2 separate regions of the Danio rerio genome follow, and region 2 is linked to region 1. Evidence: chromatin contacts called from public HiChIP or PLAC-seq data. All regions are on one chromosome and are shown on one strand. Each heading gives the region's core, a stretch centred on a gene start, on an enhancer-like site or on the middle of the called end of the contact. The rest is flanking DNA. Distances are from core to core; before and after follow the strand shown. Region 1 has its middle 54 kb from the start of zgc:165604. Region 2 overlaps nrxn2a (neurexin 2a).

Evidence for each region. HiChIP or PLAC-seq counts read pairs in DNA pulled down with a chosen protein or histone mark.
Region 2: an H3K4me3 HiChIP or PLAC-seq map of embryo shows a contact between it and region 1, with 7 times the contacts expected there. The contact joins two enhancer-like sites. A contact is called at or near these places in 3 of 18 Hi-C or Micro-C datasets (caudal fin, hematopoietic stem cells and an unstated tissue) and 2 of 4 datasets of contacts at active chromatin or transcription factors (caudal fin and embryo).

Annotation. Positions count from the first base shown.
Region 1 is chr21:30,680,536-30,688,409 of GRCz12tu, reverse strand. No RefSeq gene overlaps it. Among named protein-coding and RNA genes, the nearest start is that of zgc:165604, 54 kb to the right of the region's middle. Within about 2 kb of position 3,244, at least 61 of the 62 cell types and tissues checked have an H3K27ac peak or open chromatin away from gene starts, as enhancers often do.
Region 2 is chr21:31,135,808-31,143,681 of GRCz12tu, reverse strand. nrxn2a (neurexin 2a) reads left to right here. Exons shown (of 24, transcript NM_001079970.1): 10 at 605-1,031; 11 at 2,704-3,087; 12 at 4,624-4,827. Among named protein-coding and RNA genes, the nearest start is that of nrxn2a, 270 kb to the left of the region's middle. Within about 2 kb of position 3,326, at least 3 of the 62 cell types and tissues checked have an H3K27ac peak or open chromatin away from gene starts, as enhancers often do.

The DNA.
Region 1 (7,874 bases), core at 1,995-4,494:
AATTAATACACTTAAGCACATTTTTTAAAAGTATTTCAGCACTAGTTGGGACTAAATTTTATCAAAGTATACTTTGTGTAATGATAGTGAAAAAAATAAATATTAGTTATTTAAGATAATTACGATATTGAAAAAATCTGATATTGCAGTAGTTTTATTTTCTGCAATATGTATATAATTTCACCAGATGACTTGAATAGCTGCTCTATTTGAAAATAATTTATTAATTTAAATCGATTGATGATCTTGAAGGAGAGTGAATCATGCATAAAATATAATAAATTACAAGCATAGATAAACACTGAGAAAAGATCAAATTGAAATAAACAGTGCCTCATGGTTTTATGTAAATTAAAAATGTAATACTGAGTACAAAAATGAATAATCAAATGTAAAATAGCACTGTCATTCTTTAAATAATTCAATCAAATATTTTTTATAAAGTTACAATAGGTGCAATTTTTTTGCCTCAGTGCTCTTATGAAAACTCCTGGTCAACTATAATCCCAACTCAACATTAAAAAAACTGTGATGTGACTATTGCAGATGCTCACATTCCGATGTTGATACTGAAATGATAATATTGTGCAGGTTGCAGCCCTTGTACTCTTGGATTTAAACATTTACTTCCAGTTGTGTGCCACCATGATATCAAATGGAAGTTTTGTTTTCTGTTTTGTATTTTTGGGTACAATAACAATTACAAAATTCCCACAAGTAGATGATATATTGAAAACGTATAGTCTCTCACTTCTGTTAGTATCAATCAATGATTCTGATGACATCACTTCGGCTTTTCATCAGAGTTTCCATCCAATCAAATGCTCTTTTGGACCAATTAATTAAAGCAGCAGCTAAAAATGTGTCACTTGTTCACACAAATAATTCATTTATTGCAGCTTATAAGGAACAAATGTTTCAGACTGTGTACAAATGCTCCATTTGGTGTAAATGAAGTCTGAATTTACATTTAGTCACATGATCTGCAACACATGATCAGTCCAGAAACACATCAGCAAATATCATATCATATACTTAAGTCCATTCAAATAAATGTTTTGGATCAGTCTACACTGAATGTTCATTTTAAATTGACATGAAGACTTATCATTATTAGATTATATTTAATGATTTGACCCATTGATGTGTTGCGGCAATAAGGGCATCAGCTGCGTAAAATATATGCTGGGTAAGTGGGCAGCAGTTCATCCTGCCGTGGCGACCTCTGATTAATAAAGGGACTAAGCCAAAAAGAAAATGAATGAATGAATAATTAGATGGATTTCACAAACTGTTAATGGCTCTCCATGGCCGAGCTGAGAATAACAAAATGCTATATTTGCTATTTAAAAAAAACAGTAAGGAGATATGCCCTGCTCTTTCTTCCTGTCTGAGTTAAAATTACATCAACACTTTTATGACACTGAATAATGTTTCAAAGCACTATAACAGGCCAAATATACTGACAATTCAGTTATGTATGTCAAGTGCACTTGTGTAATTTTAAGTATATTTTTGAGACGGAAATAAACTGAAAACATACTATTTCTTGTTAAGAATAATAGTACACCTGCATAAAAAAACATTGTAAGAGATATTTAAAAATTGCATTGAAAATTTGAATATAGAAATGTAGCTCTCTGCAGCAGGAATTGGTAGTGACTCCTCAGCACATCTGAAAAGCATCGGGTTATCATTAGCTTGCTATGCATTTGAATGATGAAAAGCCTTCAGAATTTCAGATGAGCAGAAGCGGCTTTGATCAGCTCTGTCAGTTCAATGTTAAATGTTCAGTGTTAAATGAGATATGCTAAACTGTGATTTTTGGGGGGTAGATTTGTGATGATAAAGGCTTTCTAATCTAATCCTTTTATTGTTGTGGTAAAAGTTTGCGATAATGGTAGACTTCTGAATGCTGTTCACGGGCACAAATACATTTTAATAATAAAATTAAATACAATGAGTTCATTCAAAAATAATAAATACAATATATAATGTACAATTAATTATAAACCTATTTCATGTTATTCTTGTAATATATATATATATATATATATATATATATATATATATATATATATATATATATATATATATATATATATATATATATATATATATATATATATATATATGTGTGTGTGTATGTATATAGTGCTCAGCAGAAATGAGTACACCCTATTTCGAAAATGAATATTTTTATTCATTACTCAGTGAATATATGCACCAATATATATTACCTCTATTCACTGAGTAATGAATAAAAATATTCATTTTCAAAATGTATATATTGCTCAGCAGAAATGAGTACACCCCATTTCGAAAATTAATACTTTTGTTCATTACTCAGTGAATAGAGGTAATATATATTGGTGCATTTGAACAAAACAGTTTATAAGTAATAGTAATATTTAGTAATATAAGTAATAGTATATAATATATAGTAATATTTTAGTCGCAGAACATCTTTAGAAATTAAAAGATAATATTTTAAATTCATTATGGTGGTATACTTTGGAAAGATATTTTTTTCTGAGGTGGTACTTTGTGAATAAGTTTGAGAACCACTGGTCTAGGCTATATATGTTTTAGTAATTACAAGTCATAATATATGACTACTAATTTATAGTTACTAATTATGGTTTATAACAAGTAATACTTTTGATATAATAATAGTAATACTTTTAATATTAAAATAAACATAATACTTAAAATCATTATTGTGTTATATCAAAAATATAATCGTTATAGAAATTTGTTATAGAAAATTCTTGTAGATAAGTTTCTTATAGAAAACATACATTATAGTAATATTATAACAAAATGACAATATATTCTCATATATAATATTGTTTTATTACATAAATGAATAAAGGGGTTAATTTTTTATAGATTGGTATAAATTAAATATTCAAACTGTATATTATAGGGTTTAATTAATTAATACTGCGTTTAGTAATAATGATATTAATCGATTAGAAATGTTTTTAGAATGTTTCTGTCCCATTTAAAAAAAAATGATTCAAACACGTTTACCTTAAGAAAAAAAAACATCATTTTAGTTTAAAGTGAAATCTGTCCTGCAGTGAAATAAAAGAATTGAATGGGAGATTGGAAACCTGATCAATGTCAATAACCTGTCATGTACAGTAATGAATCAAATCAATGATCGTGTCCTGAATGACAGACATCGGCTTCCGCCAATCACGTTGAAGGTTCAGTACTATCTCAAAAGCTGGGTGTTACCCACCTTAACCAATCACGTCGCGATGTCAGTTCTCTTCCTGTAGGTGGGTGTTTGCTACCTGTGTGAATGAAGCGATTCGACACTGGAACTTAGCGAGCCCAATTCCTGGGATTTTTATCTCTGGGTTTTTCTTTACACAGCGGCCTTGGACGTACCAGGGAAATGGCTGCTGTGGAGACCACGTAGGAATATTTTCCGTTCTGTCTGTTTGTTTCGTAATTTTATTTTCGTCGTAAAGAGGAAGCACTCGTTGCAGCCGTTAGCCGATGCTAGCGTTCACTCGCGTTCAGTCTTGCTGCCCTGCGCTATTCCGGTTTTTGTTTCTGGGTGAATTCATGCAGACCCTGCTAAGAAAAAACACTGAGTGTTGACGGAATGAAATGGTGCACCAACATCTGAATATTTCGCTACAAAACACTTATGCCAAAGTCGGAGGTTTCTCACTACTGCTTGTAGCATGTTAGCGGTGTGGCTAGTAAGTGTCAGGTGATACTGAGCTCCGTGAGGGGAGATATTTATCAATTCAAGCCGAGAAACTGATACAATAGAGTTAAGATAATTGTCGCGTCCCTTTTGATTACTTTAACAGTTGATTCTGGCTAAAATTTAGTCGTTCAGCTGTCACCGTTAGCGCTGTTTATGTTACTAACACGGTTTGTTTACAGTTCTAAACTATTCGCTCCCTAGTAACGTTGTGCTATTAAAGCATTTTCTGGACATTTATCTCTCTACTGTCTTAATTTAGACTCTGTATATTGTCAAAGCTGCTTTAAGCAAGCTCACATACACATGCTTACATTAGCTAAAATTGCTTTGGATTAAAGCCAAATCCGTCTGAGACGTTTGTCAGCTTTCTTTCTTTAAAAATGGCTATTGCTTTATGAGGATGTTCTGTGATTTTTCTCCTCGAACTGTAGAGGTTAGCTGCTGCCATACAGGAGAAGCTTAGAAGAATACTATGACTGTTTAGGCCCGGACGAGATGGCAGTAGGCTAAAATAGTTCAGATTTAAAACTCTAAACCGTGTCATATCCACATATCTCTATTTGGGGAACGGGAAAGGTTTACAGATACGTTCATAACCGAGTTAGAAATTGAATTCTCAGGACTCTGAAGCTGTATACCGTATTTACAGTAAATACAGAAACATAGAACGCCAATAGAGACATTAAATCGCACTAACTGCCTGTCTTTGCCTATATAATCGTTTAAAAAGCTTGTGCAGTTGTACAGTGACTTTATACATATCTCTAAAGTTAGTTGAAAATGAAACCTGACTTCTAATTTTTAGATACCCAATATTAGGCTACATTAATCAGACAAATGCCTTAGTTTCATGCCTCAATGACAATATACTGACTAGCCTGTTGATCTTAAATATGTCATCAGAACAGCTCATTTATTTATGGAATTGTGTTTGCTTAAAGTGCTTGAAAGTCGTAAAGAAACCAAACCAAGCAGTTTTGATGATTCCTCAGGATGACTCTTTTCATGTAGCCCTTGGGTCACATTTGTGCCAAAAACTCTTGATGAACTGCACTACAAACAAGGGACTGCTGGAGCAGCATGCAAACGAACAGTTGATACTGAAAAAACAAGGGCCTGAAGTTATTCGCTATTGTTTCGCACTCTGCTAATTTTTTTTCTTTGGACAGTCTTTTCATTATTTCCAGTGTGAGAAAGTCCATCCCTGAGGTTCTAGATGGAAGTAACGCACTAGAAAGTTTGACAGGGGAACTTGGAGAACTCTGGGTTGTCTCATCCAGAAGCGATAAGATGGGCTCTCAGGCTCTTCAGATATTGCGGCAGGGAGTGTGGGCCTCTCTGACCGGAGGATGGTACGTGGACCCTCATCAGAGTACCTTCTCAAACTGCTTTCATCTCTACCTCTGGATATTCCTCTTGGCCTTCCCCTTCCTTCTGTACATGGTGAGTTTTGCCTGAGGTAAAGAATATATAATGCAATGTATGTAATATTGATGTAATCCAGGAGCTTGAGCAGTAACCTTCCTTACTGGCTGCAGATTTACTCTCGAAAGTAGGGCTGAGTAGACATTTTTCTAAGTGTGTGTGTGTTTTTCTGTCATCTATGCTAAAAAGCCATTAAACGGTCTACTTTCCATGTTTTACATTCTACGTTCTGACCATTCATTGAATGTTTTTTAGAGACGTGGATTTTATTTTGATATACCAGGTCTGTGATTCCTGAATTCTATTTATTAAGTCACCATTTGTAAAGTGATATTCACAATTAGTTTTTTTTACAAATCAGCGTTCATATTAAATATCCATTTACTCAAATTAGGATATAAGAATAAAGAATTTAATTCAATTCAAGGTACACGGGCGATGTTGGTGTGATCTGATTTTATTTACTAATGAGCAATTCCATACAAATGTCCAAAAAAAAAAAAAAATCACCAAATTAGTAAAACCCTTTCTAAGTTTTTTGTGTGTGTGTGTGTGTGTGTGTGTGTGTGTGTGTGTGTGTGTAGGTTTGTGTTTTACAGTACTGTAAAAATACTCAAAAATGTTTGTCAGTGTTTTTAAACAAATATATTTGAATTTCCAAAGTCACGCTAGTGCCGATTTTACATCGGTCACATCCATAACAAAGCTTTTTCCTCATAAATGTAAAATAAAGTAACATCAGTAGTTTTTGTTCAGTTGAGAACCATCTGTAATCCTTTTGATTAGCATTAATTCTTTTGAGTTGTGCAGTTTAATTCACAGAATTTCTACAAAGTATGTTGTAGACTGTAATCTTGCAGATTTGTTTTGTCACATCCATAACGCATGTTTATTTTCCTCATTTAAAATCTTTTTTATAACATTACTCTGTGGTTAGTTGTTTTGGGAATTAGCAACTGATGTTTCAATATAATGTTAACATATATTTCTATGAGAATTTATGTATTGAGTTTTACAGAACATGTCAAATCCATAATGCTGGAATTGCTCTAATGATTATGTTTTTGTTAATGAGTGACAACAATGCAAATCAAAGATGGTGTTTAATCATTGACACTACTGTTTACATGTGTGGTGTCAGTTTCTTCTTTTTAATATGTATGAATTAAATTGCCTGAAAATGACAATAAATATGTTTATAACATTAGAAGGTTTTAATATTAAATATTGTGTTGAAATGTTGATTGAGCAACATATCTTATTAGAGGGATTTCTCAAGAGATGTGACAACGAGGACATTGATTTTAAATTATGGTTTTACATTTTACTTTGTAATTGTACAGTAGTTGCAAATGCAAAAATGAGTAGCCACATGTGAGAAAAAATGAACTTGAAAAATGTCAAGGGAGTTGAATGTTATTTGATATGTATTTATGATTATTTGTGAAATTTGTTAGCAGTTTTTTGTTAAAGTTTCCACGCCGTTTTTTCTTAGCAAATAAGTAGTCCTTGTGAAATAAGACTATCAAAAGACCCAAGACTTTTTGCATGATATTATGTATCATTTTGATGTTCCTTTTCAAGGCATGTTAATGTTTAACAACAGGATATTAGTAGATGTGTCTTACAAGAACAGTCAATCTTATTGAACGCGCATACAAGAAGCAGTGATTAAAAGGAGATCAGACTTCAGGAAGGCATTCCTTGAATTCCAATTGTTTTTTAAGTGTGGCAACTGGTTGATGATAACACAGCAAAGCATGTGGATAAACATGAACTTTTATGACATCATTCGTGACTCGTACTTTCACTATTAGTTGAACCTCCTGCTTGCCACAAATGTTAGATTTTTAAATGTCATAAGAGTACAATTGTATGGTGCTGTTTTCAGTCCTCTAAATGATATTTTATAAATTGTCAGTAGGAAAAACACTAGAACAGTTTGGATCTACATTTTTTTTATATAAAATGATGTAAGACAGGCATGTCTGTTAGTTTATCTATGTTTTAAGCTTTTCTATATTTATATGTGGATATCATAAATAACCCAATAAACAAATTTGTCATATTCGAGATGTTGTGTTTTGCATACTGCTAGAGCACATTTTGAAATCAGATTGATTGCACAAGTCTGTTATGTTCTGCACAAGCAGTGTCTAAAACAAAACTGAGGTTGAAATTTTTGAGCCGCGTCAATGTGATTCTCCCATGTTTTTTTTTTTTTTTTTCTCTTTTTAGGCCCTTCCTGCCAGTTTAGTGGTGGCTGGTGTGTATTGTGCTGTGGTAGCGGTCTTCTTCACGGCCATAAAAGCGGTGAACTTCCGACTACACACTATGTTTGACTTGGGTGAGATTGTGGAGAAGAGGCAGGCCTCGTTCACAACAGACCCAAACAGAGTGGAAGAAGGAGAGGAAGGCTCTGGCGCTCATGACGGAAGCCAGCACAGGTGCTGTGCATCTCCTTTACTACACTCTGCTGTCAAAATTTTGTGTTGTCATTTTTCTCTCTCAAGTCAGCCAGTGACAGACTTGAGACATTCAGATGTTCTTTGGGGATTTGTTGTTGTGAACAGCTGTTGTTGGTGTTGAGCAGTTACTCCACTGTAGTCAGTTTAAACTCATGTTGGCATGCCTGTGCCTACAGGGACAGTGGTGTCGGTGTGGAAATGACAGTGTTCCGAAAGGTAAACTCTACGCCTCCTGTACGTTGCAGTTC
Region 2 (7,874 bases), core at 2,077-4,576, 460 kb before region 1:
ACACTCAAGTTCACACCCAGCAACAAAGCGTCAGTCATCATCTTCGGACAGACAGAGAGGCTGGTGTAAAAATGAAAAGCGTGTTTGCTGTGATGGGCTTATCCCCCCCGCCCCCCATCTGGCCATAGAGAGAGCACATGTGACAGAAACAAAAAACCAACCTTAAGGGGACACAGTCAGCATGCAGGAATGTTATTTTAGGAGCAGTTTTGTCATACGGTGGCACGTGTGGGCTAGACATCATATCATACATTGAGATTTTTCAGTTGACGTCACTTAATGAATGCGCTGTTTATGCGCGCGATTCAGAAAAGCACTTAGCCGCGGCATCGTCAGAGCTAATGTTAGCGTAGGATGATTCATCATATTAATGAAACAGAATATCGATTAGCCGAGGGTTGCTGTAGTGCTCTGGATGATGTCTCTCGGTTTATGTGATCCACTCATGCTTTTGAGTATTTAAAGAGACTGCCGTGTTTACTGACTTGAAAACCGTGCCCTCTAGGTACACACATCAGCTGGGGTTTGTTTGTACCAGTGGGCAGCATACTACTCCATTCCCTCCTGTTAGCATTTAAGCTTTTTTTCTCTCTCCCTGTCCCAGGTGGTCTACACCAATAATGAGTTCAGACTAGAGCTCTCCCATCTGGCGGAATTGCGTGACCCTAAGGTTACCCTCCATGGCGATTTGACCTTCCGCTGCGAGGACGTCGCTGCATTGGACCCAGTCAGTTTCGACGCGCCCACTGCTTATGTAACCCTCCCGCGCTGGAATGGCAAGAAAGCTGGCTCTGTGTCCTTCGATTTTCGAACCACCGAGCCCAACGGACTGCTGTTGTTCAGTCACGGGCGGCCGCAGGGTTCAAAAGATCACAGACCAAGGGTGGACTTCTTCGCCATGGAACTGCTGGATGGATTCCTCCACCTGCTCATGGACATGGGCTCCGGGAGCATCAAGATTAAAGTGGGGAACAAGAAGGTCAATGATGGAGAATGGTGCCACGTAGACTTCCAGAGAGAGGGCAGGAAAGGTCAGGATATTGCAAGATCAGCACACACATTATTGCTAAACCTGCTCTCGCTTTGATTCCTACTCTGACGCTTTCCTCTTAATCTCTGCCGTTAAAGCACTGCCTCGTTCTGCCCGCTTAAGGTCCATCTGATATGCATACTTCACAAACTGCTAAATCACTGTACTCTATTTCTTCTACCTCTCATTACCTCTCATTACTGTAAGAGCTCAACTCAAACACACTCTCTGCAGTTTTAAAGAAGCAGGCCCGCCGTGGGATTTAGCAAATCCCAGGGGAAGAGGCTGAAGACCTTTCCACTAGCTGAGCTCAGGGGAAAAAAGGGAAGAACAGAGGATTGTTAATGCTAAATTAATGAAATCTCAATTTTTTTAATAACTTGTGACAGCTATTGTACAGCAGCTATACTGATTCCATGAGTTACTAAAACGATAGTCTTCAGGGATCCCTAGTAGCGGCGTTAATTAAATTAGTTTTAGTTAATTATTAACAAGGCTAGTCAATTTAATATGTTTATTAAGTGCTAGTAGAAGCCCCCACAGGACGTCATGATATAAATATCTGTGTCTGTCTGTCTATCTGTCTGTATGTCTGTCTGTCTGTCTGTCTGACTTAAGTTCTAGTTTACATTCAATTTGTTTTTCTTTTAATCGATCTATAAGTTGACATTCTTTCCATCAGTATGACATTCTGGCTGCGTCCAAAACCGCCTACTACTCATTAGATACTGTATTTGATTTTAAATGTACGACTCGGCCACTAGAAAAGTATGTTCTGTACAGTATGAATGTGAGCAGTATGATTGAAACTCGGATGTACTACATCTGCCGTTGTGTCAAAATCACGTGATCTTTCCACATGAGTTGCATTGCACTTCACTTCCTTTCATGAATTTGCTCGCAGGGTATCATAGGATATCGCAGTCGGATGCACACTTCATAATCTCGCTGGAAGTAGTTGGTCATCCGGGTCCTTCTAGCATACTGTTTTTCGAATTCTACACATTCGGACATACTACTCGGTTTTTAGCGTACTAAATAGTATGGAAGTATGAGATTTCAGACGTAGCCTCTGTTATTCTATGTACAGTTTAGCCTATTGCTCGTATTACTGTCTGTTAGTTCTTTCAAGTCATTCTGTCTATTATTCTATCTCTCTGTTTTATTCTCATTCTATCTCCTGTTCTTTTATCTATTGGTCTGTTGTTCTATCTTTCATTCTACAATTACCGTTCTGTCAATGTGTTCTGTCTATTGTCTTTATTCTATTAATCTATTTTCCTATGTAGTTAGCATGTCATTTTTATCAATCTATTGCTCCTTCTGTCAAACTTTCAGTCTATCCATCATTTCGTCTTGTCATCCTGTCTATTTTATGTCATTTCAGTGCTAATCTATTAGAAATGCATTCCGAGATATTTTTTAACAAAATGATTATTATAGTAAACCCTAAAACTAAATCCTCTGAAAGATGTTCAAAATTTTTCAAATAGGAAAGAATTAAAAATAATGTGTTCTAACTTTCAGCTAAATATAAAACCCTGCATCATAGTTCACAATTTAATTACCTAACATAACATATTACCAATAAAATTTTGACAAAAAATGAGGCTAAATTGTAAACAAACATTGTGCTGTTTAGGCTCACCTCTGCTTCATTCACTTTCTCCAAGGCTCCATCTCCGTCAATGGCCGCAGCCTGCCCTTCTCCACCAACGAAGGGAGTGAGATCCTGGATCTAGATGGTGAAATGTATTTGGGGGGTCTGCCGGAGAACAGTGGGGATCTTTCTCTGCCTCCAGAGGTGTGGACTGCCCGCCTCAGGCTGGGCTTTGTGGGCTGCGTGCGGGACCTCTTTGTCGATGGGCGCAGCAAAGACCTGCGGCGTTTGGCGGAGCTTCAGAGCGCTCCGGGTGTCAGCAGCTTCTGTACCCGTGAAACCCATCGGAGGTGCAGCTCGGAGCCCTGCGTTCATGGAGGCCGATGCCGCGAGGGCTGGAACAGACACGTCTGTGATTGCACTGGAACTGGATATATGGGCCCCAACTGTGAGATGGGTGAGGAAAGTAGGGCTTAAAGCTGTAGGGAGGCAGGATTAAACATTGGATTACGTCTCACGGTTGAGACGCGTTCTTTTAAAGAAGAGCAAAGCTTCAGTGCTTCGCTTGTACAGTTTTATATTGAGATACAGCTAGGCTCCAGCTCGCTTCATCAGATCCCACCTGCATAGACCCTTGTTTGCTTGCAATGTGTGGTTTCTAACTCTCTCCTGCCCTCTGCTGTCTGGCAGTAAGAATAACACTGTGGCCACACAGTGTCCATTGTAGACATGCTGTTGGTGACTCAGCAACAGTGTACTTGGTGATATTTTAATTGCAATGAGTATCAAATTCTATAATTTGTATAACTAATTATAAATGAAACTAGTAAATGTAATTATAATGAAACAGATATAGACCCTTAGGCCAAGATTATAAATTGAATGATATTTTACTTGTAATTATATCTTTTTGGCTGATTAACAAAAGTTTATCATCTTATATCTGTTTTTACTGTTGCTACTACTATTGCCTCATAATAATAATTATATATTATATTCATATATAATTACATCTTAAATAAAATCTATAGAATTAAGCAATAGTAGTAGTACAAAAAAAGATACAAAAACAAAACCTTTGCTCAAGTAACATTATAATCAACAGATATAAGATAATAAACTTTTGTTAAGGATAATGTAATTGTTTTATCATTAAAAACATACTTTTTAACAGTAAAACAATTACAAGTTGTTAGTATTAATATTATTATTATTAATAATAATAATAATATTAGAGTAATAGTATAGAACAGGGGTCACCAATCCTGGTCCTGGAGGGCCGGTGTCCCTGCGGGGTTTACCTCCAACTTGCCTCAACACACCTGCACGGATGTTTCAAGTATACCTAGTAAGACCTTGATTAGCTTGTTCAGGTGTGTTTGATTAGGGTTGGAGCTAAAATTAGCAGGACACCGGCCCTCCATGAACAAGTTTGGTGACCACTGGTATAGAACAACATTTCATAGTTACACAGTAGTTATAATATACTAATTACTACTAAATAATGCTATTAATATTACTGAAAGATAATAACAATTCATGTAAACTGTACATTTTAGAATGTAAAACTATTACTACTACTACTACTACTACTACTACTAGTAATACTACAACTAAAATAATAATAATAATAATAATAATAATAATAATTAATTACATAAAATAATGTAAAATGTAAAAATAAAGTAATTATTAAATGATATACTGTAGCTGTTATTACTGTTACTGTGACCATGTAACTTAAAATGAAATGTCTTAATAGCAGTAGCAATTAGTTACATTTTATTTGGATTCAAATACAATGCAAATCCCTGAGTTTATTAAAGAGTAATTAAAACTGAATAAAAATATTGATAATGTTTACATTTACTTTGCTTTTTAACATTATATAAACATAAAAAAATACTGTTTGAAAAATGCATACAAAAATATATCTTTTAATTTTGCATCCTAGTGTTTGCTGACCTGTAGTGTCTTGTTCTGCCTCTTTCAGAGTCTGCAGTGTTGAGTTACGACGGCAGCATGTTTCTGAAAGTCCTGATGCCTCACGCAGCTCACAGCGAGGCCGAGGACGTGTCTCTGCGCTTCATGTCTCAGAGGGCTTATGGTCTGCTCATGGCCACCACCTCCAAAGAGTCCGCCGATACCCTGCGCCTGGAGCTGGACGGGGGAAGAGTCAAGCTTACCGTCAACCTCGGTAAAACCACCAGACTCGAGGCTCTTCCCAAAACACATTTCACTCTCATTCCTCCATCTTTATCTCTTTCTGCTCTTCTTCTTCTTCTCTCTCTCTCTCTCTCTCTTTCTTTCTCGCTCTGTCTTTCTCTCTCCACCTGTGCAGCCTTCAATGGCTTTCACTTCTGCAGCTTTCAGAGCAGACAGCCAGAGAGACCAGATCATTTAGTGTCAAACACATTGAGTTAAACTAGGGGAGACTGAGGGGAAATTATATTGTTTTACCTTTTGAATTTTTCTATAACTTTATAATGTTTAAATATAATATAATATAATATAATATAATATAATATAATATAATATAATATAATAATATAAATCTCTGTATTTTAAAAGGTCAACTTCAAAGTAAGAATATGATATGAATCCTGCACAGTATTCTTAGTTTTTATTATTATTAAATTGCTTACATAATGAGGCTGAGTAGTTTTGTCTTTAGGAATAATATGCAAGCAATTTAGAAATCTTAAATTGAAAGAAACACTTTTTTAATATAAATTGCTTTAATATTTTGTACTTAAAACAGTGATCAAGTTCAAGTTCTTTTATTTATAAAGCACATTTAGAAACAGTCCCAAGACTGACCAAAGTGCTGTATAAGTCAAAGTAAAATAAATAGGAAGAAGATAAAAACAAAAACAAGCCAAGAGAAGCAACAGAATACATTTAAAAACGAAGCAGTTAAAAGAAATATTAAAATAATAAAAACAAGCCAAGCTAAATAGGTACTTTTAAAAATATTTTAGTGTTTTTAACTACATTTTATTTTGTGAAATATTTATAAATGTAATTAATTTCTAAATGGTGCATCAGTTTACTATAACTAAAACTATTGTAAAACCAGGAAAATAAAATCATTCAGGGGAGCCATATTTCTTAGCCATAAAATTACCTAATTATTTACAGTTAAATTTTTTATTGTAACCAGTTTCATTTTTACATCTGAATCAGTGATGTCCAAAGTAGGACCTGTGGGCCAAAGTTTGCCCATGGTAACCTTTGATTTGGCCTGCCATCCCTCTGAGAAGAGAGGAAAAATGATAGGGATGGTTTCTAGATTGTCATTTCATATTTAATATAACCCTTTGTTTGCTTTAATGTTGAAATATTACTGAAATTAAAGGTTTCAATTTAATGGTGTAAATAATTCAGATTTAGTTTAAATGTACATACTGTGACTTGACAATGCAGAGACTTTGGTGAGCAAAACAAATCAAAGGCAGATTCTGCTTGACTAGTGTATTCAGCACTGAACTCCACTGTGTTAAAAATGTGATTGTTTACAGTATGTCCTTATTGCAATAAGTTACCATTAAAAAGTTATACTGCATTAGTTAATACAATTTAAAGTTTAATGTTTTCTATTTACTTATTAATATTACTTATAAATTAAATATTAGGACATACATTTGGAAATTATCCACTTTAATAAGATAGTTTGGTATATTTACCTTTGGCCCATGGCTCATAATGATATTTGGTTTTTGGCCCTTCATATGAAAATGTTTGGGCATCTCAGATCTAAATCAATTGACTAATGTACAGTATGAATATTTACTATAATTGTTCTACACGGTTCTTTATATACTCTGTTAAAATAATCCTGGTTGCCTTAAGTTTTTAAGCTGAATCAAATTAACTATATGAGTCTATTAAACTTATATTATGTTAAACTGATTTAATGTTCAGGATGTAATTTGAAGTAGATTGTCACATTTTGTCAAACTTAAACAGGGTGAGTAAGAAAAGGTTCACAAAGTGCTTTACAACCAAAGAAAAACAGGTCAAAGAAAATATATCATTAAAAGAATGCTTGATAAAACAAGTTAAAAATTCAAGAACAGAAATACCAAATGTAAAATCAGCTCACCATATTGTTAATTAAAAGATTGACCAAAAAAGATGTCATTAAATATTTTGTAAAAAGTTCAACTGACCCCAGAGTTCTCAGTGCTAGAGGGAGAGAGTCTCAGAGTCTTGGGGCCACAACACAAAATGTGTTCTGGGAATGGCTAAAAGGTCTTTACCAGAAGACTGCAGAGAAGTGACCTTAAGTATATAGGGAGGCCTGACCATGCTGAGCTCTATATGTAATAACCAGAATCTTAAAATTTACTCTAAAATTAATAGGAAGCCAGTGTAGAACCTTAAGCACAGGAGTAATGTGCGACCCTCCTACCAGTGTTGGTTAAAACCCTCTCAGTTGCATTTACAGTGTAAGAAAAATTTGATATCAAGTCAAGTTGAGCTTTATTGTCATTTTGTTCGATGTGTGGACATAAAGTGGAATGAAATGTTGCGCCTTGCAGAACCACAGTGCTACATAAATAAATATAATCATAAATATGAATACAAAACTGGACATAAGAGCTGTTTTAAACCAATACATAACTAATATAGTTGAGTGGTAATCTAATTATACTAACTATGCATATACTACATACTTAAACCATATAAGTCATATATAAGACATATGGATGATGAAAACAAGTAGATTCCAAAATCTATAAAAAAAAAAAGAAGAAAAGTAGCAATGTACAGCCATATTTTTTCCTTTTTTAAGTATGAATAATGATTAAAAAAAGTGTTATTAGCTCTGTGATGTCAGAAATGTATTTTCCCCTGATGTCTCTCAGCACAAAAAGCAAAGGTTAGATTCTGCACAGTCTCTCACTGTCCGCTGAGCTCAGACTGAAGCTCCGGTGGCCGGCCGTGTCTGTTTATAGTGTGGATTACAGACCGTGTCAGTGCACATGAGAGCGGGATCTGAGCTGGTCAGTGTGACGGTGAGACGCTCTCTGGCTGTCTGTGGTCACTCTTCTGTAGCGGTTGACAGCTGAGAGTTCACCACAGACAAGAGCACTTTGCATATTTCTTCTCATTATCGGTCTCCATTTTAATTTGATTCAGGTTTTTTTTTTACCGTATTTGATGATATGCTGCGATGAAAACTTACATTAGCAATAATACAAATGGATAATAAACACACTATAAAAAGGATTTTTTTAT